3 separate regions of the Mus musculus genome follow, and all the other regions are linked to region 2. Evidence: chromatin contacts called from public ChIA-PET and Hi-C data. All regions are on one chromosome and are shown on one strand. The core of a region is the stretch at or near the end of the contact, and the rest is flanking DNA. Distances in the headings are between cores, read along the strand shown.

The links. Hi-C and Micro-C count contacts between places; a contact is called where the count stands out from the background. ChIA-PET counts read pairs in DNA pulled down with a chosen protein or histone mark.
Region 1: a Hi-C map of adipose-derived mesenchymal stem cells shows a contact between it and region 2, with 1.7 times the contacts expected there. The contact joins two enhancer-like sites. A contact is called at or near these places in 3 of 484 Hi-C or Micro-C datasets (adipose-derived mesenchymal stem cells, liver and nephron progenitors), 2 of 115 datasets of contacts at active chromatin or transcription factors (bone marrow-derived macrophages and embryonic basal ganglia) and 1 of 9 other capture datasets (embryonic stem cells).
Region 3: a contact with region 2 is called in an RNA polymerase II ChIA-PET map of memory CD8 T cells, with 382 read pairs. The contact joins two enhancer-like sites. A contact is called at or near these places in 1 of 15 datasets of contacts at CTCF or cohesin (the NIH/3T3 cell line), 2 of 484 Hi-C or Micro-C datasets (liver and nephron progenitors) and 5 of 115 datasets of contacts at active chromatin or transcription factors (CD8 T cells, T-cell acute lymphoblastic leukemia, bone marrow-derived macrophages and 2 more).

Annotation. Positions count from the first base shown.
Region 1 is chr13:45,625,426-45,629,852 of GRCm38.p6, reverse strand. The region is part of intron 6 of Atxn1 (ataxin 1); the gene reads left to right. Among named protein-coding and RNA genes, the nearest start is that of Gm34582, 100 kb to the right of the region's middle. Within about 2 kb of position 2,577, at least 46 of the 459 cell types and tissues checked have an H3K27ac peak or open chromatin away from gene starts, as enhancers often do. A contact at or near this core is called in adipose-derived mesenchymal stem cells, where this site is marked.
Region 2 is chr13:45,920,515-45,924,828 of GRCm38.p6, reverse strand. The region is part of intron 2 of Atxn1 (ataxin 1); the gene reads left to right. Among named protein-coding and RNA genes, the nearest start is that of Atxn1, 42 kb to the left of the region's middle. Within about 2 kb of position 2,033, at least 82 of the 459 cell types and tissues checked have an H3K27ac peak or open chromatin away from gene starts, as enhancers often do. A contact at or near this core is called in CD8 T cells, T-cell acute lymphoblastic leukemia, adipose-derived mesenchymal stem cells and 2 more, where this site is marked.
Region 3 is chr13:45,646,579-45,650,844 of GRCm38.p6, reverse strand. The region is part of intron 6 of Atxn1 (ataxin 1); the gene reads left to right. Among named protein-coding and RNA genes, the nearest start is that of Gm34582, 120 kb to the right of the region's middle. Within about 2 kb of position 1,489, at least 34 of the 459 cell types and tissues checked have an H3K27ac peak or open chromatin away from gene starts, as enhancers often do. A contact at or near this core is called in CD8 T cells, T-cell acute lymphoblastic leukemia, effector CD8 T cells and 1 more, where this site is marked.

The sequences.
Region 1 (4,427 bases), core at 1,328-3,827, 300 kb after region 2:
GGTTGTCAACTTGACTATATCTGTAATGAACTACAATCCAGAACTGGAAGGCTCACCAGTGATCCTAATCTGGAGGCTGAGAGATAGAAGTTTCTGACCTGGATCTTGATATGGAGAGCTTGAGGCATAGTGGCTATGAATTCCAGGAGATTAAAACAGGGAGAATTCAAGGTCATCTGGGATTAAAGGTGAGGTGGCACACACCTTTAATCTGGGCTACACCTTCTGCTGAAGACCTACAGAAGGACATTGGAAGAAGACTCTCCTTGCCTGCTTGCCTTGTGGGACTGAGCAACTGCTAGATCCTTGGACTTCCATTCACAGCTGCTGCTGACCGTTGTTAGGAGTTGGACTGTAGACTGTAAGTCATCAACAAACTCCTTTACTATATAGAGACTACCCATAAGTTCTGTGACTCTAGAAAACTAATGCAAGAGCCAATGTTACCACACTAGAGTTTAAGAACGACTTTTTAGAAGACAAATAGGAGTCACAAGGGGTAGTGTGGCACAAATCTTAACCCCGGTGCATAAGAGGCTGAAGCAGGAGGATTGCCACAACTCATCTAGGTGATTCTAGACAGTTCTGGGTTCAATGTGAGACCCTCTCTCAGAACAAACAAGATTCCTCATGAGAATTCACAGATGCATGTCTTCCCTCTTCTATCACTTTCTCAGTTCTTGGAAGAGAGAAAAGACAGTTTACCATGCCAAAGTGAGAATAATATAAACTTGGAATCAGGGGTAGTCATGTAAAAGTTGGAGGGGCTTACTAAGATGTTTTTATTTTCCTTTGTGTCCATGGCTCAGTGCCAGTACTCAGACCCACGTGTTAGAGTGCTTAGCCATCAAAAAGCAGCAACCTCTAGTCCATGGCTTTCCTGGAACTTTCTCTACCCTGTAACACTGGATGCTGGTCTCCATGGTGCCACTCCTAGCGCCGAAAGAAGAACCGCAACTTTTCTAAATGTGAAGCTCTTTGAGAACAAGGAAATATATTCATTTAAAAATCTTCAGCCCAGAAACAGGTATAAAAGATACATTCCACTAATGTTGGATGAATGAATGCATGTTCTGAAGTGAGAAGAAAGGGACTATAGGAAAGGTTAAATGCTCAGGAGTCCTTGTGTGTGGAATTCCCATCCGCATGTGTTACCACAATGGTCAGAGTCAGAGCCTGGGCCCTGGCCACCCGAACAAGCCAGGCCCGGCCATCCACACTCATTAGGCCAATTAAAGGCACAATCAATAGTGAAAAGCAGATTGGTTCAATGTGGCCACATTGGGAAGAGGAACAAAGAAGCCCAGTGACACCTTTCCAAGTCTGTCTTGGGGTCTTGGCAAAAGGCGTGCATAAATGCAGCTCCAGTCTCTAACCCTAACAATGTCGTAATACGTATTCACTGAGGAATTCCACTCAGAGGAGAAATGAGAGGAGGGCTTCCGACCCAGGCCATCTGCGAAGTCAGACAATGGCTTGGGAATGGCATTTAAAGCCCCAAAAGCAAGTGGCTGTGTGGTCCAGGCATCTTAAGCCAGGAAAGAAGGGACTTGTGAATGCAGATAGAGGAGAAAAACCTGGAGCCATACGCATACCTGAGAGAGAGAGAGAGAGAGAGAGAGAGAGAGAGAGAGAGAGAGAGAGATGGGGAGATGGGGAGATGGAGAAATGGAGAGGAAGGTCCTGTTTGCCCATCAGCTAGATAATGCAGCACCTTGCAGTTGTGATAATCAAAAGCGAAGTACAGCCAAATATCCCTTAAAGAATAAAACCTCTCTCGATTGAGAACATCACAGTTGAGCAGGAAGGGACTGGAGTGATCCCTGTCATGAAGTGACCACCTCTATCTCATGTCTTCCTGAACCATGAGGCAGAATGGTAACCCCAGCATTAGCTCCATCTTTAGAATGCAGAGAAACTATTTGCTTGGCTTTTAATTTGACAGCCTGATTACTTTAAGGTGTCCCCATGGAGACTGGCAATCAGACCCATTAATGTGAAATTTTAATAGACCGTCAGGGAACATTCCTCCCAAGAACATGTTGTCCAAGGAACCTGGCATCACTCATTCTAAATGTTACCCCACACCCACCAGTATCCCAAGGTCAACCAGAAGTGCCATCCTTTAACATGAAGATGACAGTATTGACAGCCACTGGTAACCTCTAAGAATCCATCTGTAGCACTTCACTGACGTGGGTATGTTTCCATCCAGGGTCTCCAAAACACTTTCCAGCTATGAGGTCAGTCACATAACAAGCCTCAAAAGGCCTGACCAGGGGACAGATGGGTTTCTTATCTGTCACTGGTTACAGTTATCTCTGCTTAGCGTATTGAGAAAACATCTCAAGGGCTCAACTCTAGCCGGGCTCTTGGGACTGAAGTGAACCCCAGCCACAGGGCCCAAAGGCTGGTATCGATCAATCAGTGGGAACTTCTCCTCGAGCCAAAGAAAACCAACATCTGGGCAGGCTTTCGTCTTGGGCTCCAACAAACATGCGTCACGTTGAAAACATGTCTTCAAGTGCTAGAGGTCATAAGCAGTGCTGTGTTTGTACTGGGGAAGCTCATGGCCAGCCAGGCATTCTTTGCATTCTTCCTGGGGTTAAGTCATAAAGCCACCATAGTCATACTGCAAGGGTAGAATGGGTACCCATTTAATAAAGAGAAATGAGGGTTTGTTTGTTTTTCTGTGAAAGTCCCTGAGGAGACAAGCAACCTAGTCACAAACATAAAACACATGTTCCCACTGTGTGTAGCCTACTTTCCCTCTCATGGAGAATACATATGAAATAAGCCACACAAATATATGTGTGCAATGTGTGCATGTATGTACGTGTGTACATGTGTGTATACATGTTCTTTTATTTGTGTATAGCTTGTTCCCCTCTCTATGAAGAGTATGTATATTTTAAAAAACACAGAAAAACTTATGTGAGTGCATACGCATGTGTGTATACATATTCCTATATATGTTCCTGTAACTCACTTTTTCCATCATTGAGTATGTATACAACACACACATGCGCACACACACACACATATTTACACACATCCCTACATTTGGCCTTCCATATTCATTAGAATTGTATCTATACCCTGCCCCAAATGGGAACTAAAACCCATGAAGACTTCAATCCTTTATAAACAAATGACATGGAATTTACATATAACTTCCACACATCCAACCAACTCTGGCTGATCTGTATTACCTGATCCAGTATATTGCTGCATGGATGGTTGTCACACTTCTGGTTAGGGAATAATGATAAGAACAACTGTGCAGCTTCAGGGTAGGTCCCCTGAGGGATCTGTGCTTAACTGAATCTATAGATGTACAATCTGTAGAAGTGGAAGTCACAGAGGCAGAGGGCCAGGCCAGTCTTATTTCTCACGGTGACTGCTAACCTATGCTCAAGAGCTTAGATGCTTCTCTTTGGGTTGGAAACACTCAAATCCAAAGTGCATCGCTTTCTCTGTATGCCCGCACACCTACAGCATTCTTAGGGGCAGAGGTGTGGAGTATCAGGCTCTGGTGTATTTTAGGTATTACAGCAGTATGGACATAATGTCTGCTTGTGGTGAGGAAGGGGCAGAAATTCCTGGGTTGTTCTCTATAAATTGTAGATGTAGCTTTATCAGAACTGGCTACGTTGCTGATCGAAGGAAGGAAAAAAACCTAGATGTGGGTCTTTAGAAACAACAAAATAAACGAACAAACAAAAACACTGCTAAAACAGCTTACATAAAGCAGTAATCTGTGGTAGAAGCTAAAAAAGACTGGGCTTGGCCTTCAGACTTAGCAAGGCTGGGCGGCTCACTGGCCATGTGGCCCTGGACAGAGCGCTTCCCCTTCCAGTCCTCATCTGTTGAATTAGAATAGGGAAATGCAACAGTGCTTACCAGTACTGAATGAGGTAATCCATGAAACTCTGTGCGCCTGGTGAAGGATTGCCCAACTTCCAAGGAATTTTATTTTCCCTTCAAAGATAGTATCTTTGTCAGTGTTCTTGCAGGCACACACATTTCTGAGTCGGACCGATTTCAGTGGTAGATAATGGAGAGGATTTAGGAATAGATCAATTTGCTGTGATCAGCACAGTGTGGCTTAATGGTATGTGTCTGAGCTGTAGTCATGGTACGTTGACCAGCTTTATAATAATAATAATAATAATAATAATAATAATAATAGTTATATAAAATATATAGTATATACTTATGTTGATTTCTCTGAAGTGACTTCTGTTAATGGGACAAATTTCAGCCAGCTGTTATGACCAACACAGGTTTAGAAAAAAGAAATGCAAGTGCTATAGCAATACTAATTTGTGTGTGTGTGTGTCTATACCACTCTACAAATTAATCTTCACTGAATAATAATTGCAAAATAGAATAAAAAATCAGGAGTTGATAAGCTATAATATAAT
Region 2 (4,314 bases), core at 784-3,283:
GCAAACTAGATTGAGCTGCTTTGGGGCTGCTTTCATCTGTACATATTTGCCCCGACTTGAACGGGAAAGCGGTTTCCTGAGCCTCCATCTCTTTAGCGGTGAGTCATTTCCCATGTTGTTGAGGCATTTTTCTAGCCTTTTTTTTTTTTTTTTCTGTGTATAGTTCAAGCTTTTCTTTGGCTGTTTTGACTCCTTTAGAAGCTCACAGTAACACATTAACAATCACACTCCTCGTGTAGTAACTAGAATAATAAACAACAGTTGGGGAAGCCCCAGTCAACAGCTCACAGACTTGGGAAGGCTGTGGAGGAGTCTGAGACCAATAGATCCAAGTAAAGTAAACCAATCAACGGACAGAGAGAGAATGGGATGGGGAGAGAAAGGAGAATCACGTTTTTTTCTCATAGCCATGTTTCAAGTGATCTCGTTATAAAACTACATCGATAGACTCTTGCTTTCTTGGCTGTTTATCTGATCCAACTGTCTTCAAGTGGACCATAATGTAAGTAGCAAGTATGACATTAAAATAAGGTGTCTTGTTTCTTTGAGAATCTCATGTTAGTGTGGACTTTTGGCTATTTTGATGTTTCTCTGGGGACACAGGGACTAACAACAAGGAGAGGCCTTGGTGGGATCCCCACAGCTCTGTGACTGATTGCTGTCCCTTCAAACCCTGGAGTCTACGTAAGGCTGGTGTCTGAATGGTTGGCTCTGATGTCTGCATATGGCCGGGGTCTGGATGGGTGTCCTGTGGAAATCTGTAAGCCGGAAGGTTGTGTACAGAGAGCCCCCTGTTTTTTTGCTCTGTTCAAGGGGTTGCTTGTTCTAGTCGAGTGTGCTGTCTCTGGGGAATGGATATGATGAGAGACCACGGTCACAAAAGGTGTCACTGCTTCCTACTGTGCAATCTTGGAAGTAAGCCCATGGTCCTAATGGTTCCACTGGTTAAGGGCATCTACAGGGCTGGAAACGGGGCTCAGTCAGTAAAGTGCCTGCCATACAGGCATGAGGACCCGAGTTTGGCTCCTTCAACTTCTTGTTTAAAACCAAACCAAACCAAACCAAACCAAACCAAAACAAAACAAAACAAAACAAAACTTGGCAGTGTGCACCTACAATTCCACTTCCGAGGAAGCAGAGACAGGAGAATTCCTAGGGGTTCAGGGCTAGTCAGTCTATCTGAATCAGAACTTGAGGGTCAGTGAGAGATCCTGCCTTTTAAAAATAAGTACAAGAGTGCAGAGCAATGTAACGGACAGAAAATGATCCCTGGTTCCTCTGTGCACCTGAGCATGCATGCATGTGCACACACACACACACACACACACAGATACTCATACACACTCAAACACACAGTGCACATATACACACATACACTCACACACACTCACACACTTAAACACACATACCACACACACATACTATACACTCACTCACACACTCACACCACATACTCTCTTTCTCCCTCTTACGCACACACCACACACACACTCACATACACACACACACACCATACACACTCAAACACACAGTACACATACACACACATACACTCACACACACTCATGCACACTCAAACACACATACCACACACTCACTCATACACACTCAAACACACATACCACACACACAGACTATACACTCATTCACACACTCACACCACACACACTCTCTCTCCCTCTTACAGACACACCACACACACACTCACATACACACACACCACACACATACACCACATACTCTCTCTCTCTCCCTCTTACACACACACCACACACACACTCTCATACACACATGCACACACACCACACACACTTTCTATTTCTCTCTCTCTCTCTCTCTCTCTCTCTCTCTCTCTCTCTCTCTCTCACACACACACACACACACACACACACACACACACACGGCAGCGGGGCTCTGAGACTTCATGATTTTTTTTCTTTCAGTTTATACTGAGGAATTGGGCATAGTCACCGCCCCCATTTCAGCTTCTCATGAAGTCTGTCCATATTTAGACAAACTGCCTCACTGCACTTAAGACAGTAGAGCCCTTAGCTCACCTGCCTGGAGGAGCTGATGGAGCAAAACCTCAGACTGAGCCTTGTGACTCACGGACTTAAATGCTGTTACCATGAGAAGACTCTTTTGAGTATGAAGTCATTGTGCTTGAGGTTCCTTTGAGCTGCCCTCAGAGGCTCTTTCATGAGCCGCACTAGAACCGACATGCTTTGGTTTGATGCGGAGAAACATGAGAGTTTTTTTTTTTTTTTTTTTTTTTTAAAAAAAAGGTCAGGAACTTGAGTTTGAACCGTTGCCAGCAGCTTTCGGATGGTAGAAACGTTATCCCGTGATAAATATTTAGTGAAGCTACTTGGCTCATGGGTTTTTTTAAAATGGCTTTTGGGTTCAGGAATTTTGAAAAGTCAGAGATTCTTTGTAATTCAAATTTCCTTCTAAGGAAGGCCGTACACTGTTATTAATTTAAATATATATATATACACTTAGAAGTTAAAATTGTGTAATTATCTTAATGCTTTGGAGAGATTCTTTTGTGACTAAACATTGGAACTTCTTCTGTTGAATGCAGGGAATTTGTCCAGAAAAGCTTAAGGAAATTTAGCCTACGCAGTGCAGTTTGCTCGACATCTAAGTAAAAGACTCAGCTGCAGGGGTCATAAATAACACAACTCTATTTTATCTATGAAAGATGGTGTTTGCGTTCGGTCTCTTCATTCTTTTCTTTAGGATTAAATAATAATTGCAGCTCACTTCTTGGGCTTGATTTATAGTATGAACTTACATGCATGCTGACTGTATGAAATTGAACTCGTTTTAACTATCCAAGGAAGGTTGTTTGAAAAAAAGATGATAACCATCATTTTTTATAGCGTGTAAATGTCTGGAGATTCTTAAAGCAAGAGCCAAGATGATAATACCATATGTCATTGCCTCTGGAAATAATTCCTGCTCCCACTACACACACACACACACACACACACACACACACACACACACACACACACACACCTTGCAGGAACTCAGGCTCTGTAGTAGAAAGACTTTGAAAAACAGGACAATCAATGGCTTGCATTCCATAGTAGAATTCTCCCTTATTTCTAAGAAGTTTGCATAAATGTTTCCTGGAGTATTTATATATATATATATATATATATATATACCAACAAATAAGGAGTGTGTGTATGTGTGTGTGTTTATGTGTGTGTGTATGTGTGTGTGTTTATGTGTGTGTGTGTTTATGTGTGTGTGTTTATATATTTGTGTGTGTGTGTGTGTGTATGTGTGTGTATTTATGTGTGTGTATGTGTGTGTGTGTGTGTCTGTGTGTGTGTGTGTGTGTGTACAGGAGGCCTGAAGTTCACATAGGCTGCTTTCCTTGTTCTCTCTCCACTTTACATGTTAAGGACACAGGGTCTTCTACTGAACTCAGAGCTCACTCTTTAAGATAGTCTGGATCGCCACCGTTCTGGGGATTCCTGTCTCCACAAGGTCCCAAGATCTTTGGAAACTGTATCCCCAGTACCTCCAATGTCCGGATGATTGTTCTAGGGCAAAAGTAGTCAGTTCAGTGAGATTTTTCAAAGGATTTTCTGTCTCTCAGACAGCCTGTAAGAACCACTCACTGAGAACCAAGACGCAGAGCTGCCTGAGAATACCTACTCGGAGAGATGCCGATGCAGACCTAATTACAGGAAGGAAGCCATCAGTCAGTCACCTTTTCATACAATTAAAAATGACAGGGCATGACCTTGTTATGAACGACTTAGGTTGATGTTGCAGACATACCCGGTGCACCATGAAAACATATTGTTTTGAAAGAATGGATGAAATAATTTGGGGGGTGCCTATTACCCACACTTCGGAGTGATGAGATGCTACACCTGGGAGCAGCTCCTGGCTTTTATTTTGAGATTGCTCAGAACAAGACTATGAGGAACCTTTAGGGAAGCACATGGCAGGATGGCTTGGAGAGGAACCACCATCTTGAGTTAGCCCATCTTCTTGGCATGAATGAAGAGGTTTGTGGGGCAGAGCTGACTTAGAAAGGAGGAGGTGGCTATTCTCCCCCCACTCCCAAACCTGGTCAGCTTCCTAGACATCAGCAGAGAGTGATGGGCAACTGCAGATACAGCTGGAGAAGGCCATGGTGTCTAGCTCTGGCTCTGACACTACAGGCAGAGTGTCTTGCCTACAGAAGGTCCTGAGAACTATTCCACCGACTGCCTTACCTTATCTCACTTGTTTTCACAGAAACTGCCCATAAAGCAAACCTTTTCATTCTCTTCTATAGTTGTAGGG
Region 3 (4,266 bases), core at 240-2,739, 270 kb after region 2:
GTTTTTGTTGAGGCAGTCTACCCAACTGTCTCTGGAACTTCAAAAGGATAGCCGTCAGCAGTACACCGGGGCTGCTGTTCTCTAACTCAGAAGGGGAAAAAACAAAAAAACAAACAAACAAAAAAAAAAAACGAAGATGCTTCAGCCACCATTGGTTCAGCACACAAAGATAAAACTCACACCAGTACTTTAAATTAAACCGTTGAACATCCTTTTCGGGACTGTTTTTTGCAATGGGTGTTAGCATATTAGGTATTGCATCAATGTGTTAAATAAAAGTACCATGGCTATGAAGTGGGCTTAAATGTCTAACTCCACCCACCTGCCTTGTTTTCTGTGTTTACTGCCACAGGAAAAAAACATCTGCTTGGGACTTTACTGTGGGTGATTTTCATTTTTCAGAGTTGCGGTTGTCCTGATTACTATGCACTTAGTATTCAGGAATGTGCCTGCATGCATTCAGCTACTCTGTGTGAACACAGCACCCACACTTCCCATATGTGCATGTATACACATCCCTGCCTGTGCCCATGTATTCTCAAATCCTGGTGGTGGGTTTTTTGTTTTTTGTTTTTTGCGTGCTCACACATAAGGATACATTCACAACCGCATAGATGTATATTCTCTCATGTGTGCATATGTGTATATATTCACCCCTGCATGATAGAATATTGCAATTCACCCCATACATTTGGACACATGCGTACTACAAACACGCATTTACTCTAATGATATAGAATGCTCACAACCATACCCAGGTGTGTGCACTCATGCCTACATGTGCCTACATATGTTTCTCATGTTTATGGGTTATATACATCTCTCTGTGCGCCCATATGATATGTGTGTGTGTATGTCCTAATCCTTACATATACATGCACACTCTCCTCTGCACACCTATCTGCAATTGCACTTACCTCCCACAAGTGTGAAAGTGTGTGAATGGGTATCATCCCACAACAAATGCCAAGCTGTGTCCCCATGTCTTGCCCTCACCCTTGAGCCTAAGTCTAACCCTGTGGAGAAGGAGGCAGCCCAGAGTTTAATTCTACATTTAAGATATTTTTGAAAATATTCCCATTGAGAGAAACAGGAAAGACTGGAGCCTAAAATGTCAGAGTACATTTGCTTCCAGCTCCCAGTCACAGAGCTGAAGCAACCCACTATTCAAAAATTACATATTTTAGTCATCCTTCGTCCAAAGTGGGAGGGGCCAGATGCAAATGTAAGCAGCTCCTTGGCTCCCTTCAGTGTCCTTGCTACTGTTAAAGTGACAGTGGATGATTCAGTGGGGCTGGTTCCTTGGTTTCAGTTTGAACAGCCTCACCCTGTGATAGGTGTGAACTTGTATTTCTCACTGTATGAGAGAAAACCCTCAAACAGAAAGACCAGGGCAGCTTGAGTTGGAGGGACCTCATAATCCAAGGTGGCATCTACTGTGTTCCAGCTGGTAACCTCAGGGGTTCACGTGTGACTCAAAAAGGAGAGTGCTGGCCCACAATCAGTGTTTCCTGCCACAAGTCAGGAAATGTGATCATATCACACGTAAGCCAGTGTCACAAGGGGACATCAGATGTGAAACCGGAGGGGCTTTTTGTCTCTTAGCAGCTTAAATATTTAATTAAATTAGGAGGGAGGGAGGAGTGGAGAGAGGGACAGACAGAGGCAGAGTGACAGAGAGACGGACACAGATTTCATATGTTCTGTTGTCAGGTAATAGTCCCCCATGTTATTTTTATGGGCCATTCTATCTAGCGACAAGTTGGATTATAAAACCGTCTCCCAGCTTCCCCAAAGTAATGTCTGTTTTCTCGCTTTCTAATACTTTCTTCAGATCTTCGGGTAAAGCCTCGTCACGGTGAATCCAGATGAGAGCTGGCTTGGGGATACTTGGAGATGTGGATGGTTTGGTTCTGACTTCATCCATTTTAGGCAGAGAAACCTGTTTGTTCCTGAAGGTTTGAGTCTAGGCTGGCTGTGTAGACAGAAGCAGAATACCAGCATCACTTCCCAACTTATCCTTCTGATTCTCTGTATTAAAGTAGCTGAGCTATTTTTAATGAACATATGCAAATTTTATAAAGTTGTGTCTCACCTCCATCCTCAATATTTTTTTCATTACAATACATTTGCCTATCTGTCTGTCTGTCTGTCTATCTATCTATCTATCTATCTATCTATCTATCTATCTATCTACTGTATGTGTGTGCTTGCATGCACCTGCTGTGATGTACAAGTAGAAATCTAGGCACACTGAGAGCGACCTGGTACTCTCCTTCTACCATGTGAGGTCTAAGGAGCAGACTCAGGTTGCCAGTCTTGATAGTGAGCTAGCTCCTTTACCCACTGAACCGCTTTATTGGCTCCCCCGTCTTCAGCCTCTTAAATGAAACAGACAGTAAGCACATTCTAGCTTTTATTTAAAATGTTGTCCCTGGGCTGGGGCTGGAGCTGAGTTGAGAGAGTGCTTGCCTTGTATGTTCTATGCAGTGGGTCCATGAGCCCCAACACTGCATAAACCAGGCATGGTAGCACATGTCTGTAATTATTGCTTTTATGAAGTAGGGGCAGGGGGATCAGAAGTTCTTGGTCATCCTAAGCTACAGAGTGAGTTCAAACTCGACCTATGCTATGTGAGACCCCATATTGGTTACTTCTCTGTTGCTCTTATAAATTACCATGACCAAAGAAACTTGTGGAGGGAAGAGTTTATTTGTGCTCAGGATTCTAGAGAGAGATAGGCTGGGATGCTGGGGAAGCCTGGCAGCCAAGCTACAGAAATGGTGGCTGGAGCAGCGGGCTGCGGGCTAACATCTTGAACTATAAGTATGAAGAAGGGAGAACAATCTGCAAGCGAGCCCTCGAGCTGCCAAAGCCCACCCCCATGGAAAGACCAGAAGAGGCAGAACATGGGGAAATCCGGTGCAAAACAGTCTTCCCTTAGAAATGGATGTTAGTAAGAACTCCAAAACTATGGTGATCTCAATAGATATGCTGACATAGAAGGAGAACATTTTCCCAGGGTCCCAGCCCTACACAAAGGGCTATAGGCAACTAATGCCTGCTGGAGAGGGAGAAATGGCCTGTCTCGGGGATGAGAGTTCCCTTCGTGGTTATCCAATGCAAAGAGGTCATCCCTGAACTCTTGCGCGCACTCAACTGGCCAGGAAGAACGACGCTGCAACAGGATCCTTCTGCACACGTTTATTGGGAGAGCTTGATTGTAGAGACAAAAAGACCCCGAGCCCAGAACTGGTGCTGCTTATATAGGCCTAGGAGAGGCGTGTCTCACACCCGGATTGGTTATGCACTACGCCTCATTTGCATGTTCCTCATCTGATTGGCTACTCTCTCTCTGTACCTCACAGAGCCTCATTATCATACCTCATTTGCATGTCTCACATCTGATTGGTTACTCTCTCTCAGTACCTTACAGAACCTCATTATCATACCTCATTTGCATGTCTCACATCTGATTGGTTACTCTCTCTCAGTACCTTACAGAACCTCATTATCATACCTCATTTGCATGTCTCACATCTGATTGGTTATACTCTCAAAGCCTCATTATCATGCCCGGGCCAGGCAGTGTCTTTGCAAAAAACTTTACTGCATATGTACACATTGGTTGTTTGTCCAAACTTATGCGTGGTGGCCAGCAGTAGTCAGTGCCACTCTGCAACGGCACATGTGGCTTCCCACACTGAACCATATATACACAAAGAACAAAAATAGGCTCAAGTTTATTGCTATATTTGTGCAGACACACACACATGTGTATGCGTATACAACAATAATAAAGAAAAAAGAGGCTATGATTTGGGGATGGGAGATGGTAGGCACTGGAGTGCAGGCACCTGGGTGGGAAGGACCAGATGGAAGAAAGAGAAGGGGAAAGTTATATAATTCTATTTTAATTTAATATATATATTTAAATATTTTAACTTGAATAAAAAAATTCCCATCCTCAATGATAAACTTTCTCCATCAAGGCCACCCCCTCCAAGTGCCCCCCTCCCCCAACAGCTCCTAAACTAACTAGGGTCAAAGTGTTAGAGCCCTTTGGCCTCCTGAATCAGCATGCGACTTTTCCATCATCCATGCAGTGTCTTCGTGATGCCACCCATACATCTAGCTGCAGGCTGTCTCCTGTGTGCATGGGTATAAAGTTGCAACCCATCCCATAGCTCTGTACAGAAAAGAAAGGCCCTTCTAGCATGGTTAACTAGGCTAAAGAATGAGGACCTAACCTTTAAAATCTTCTCA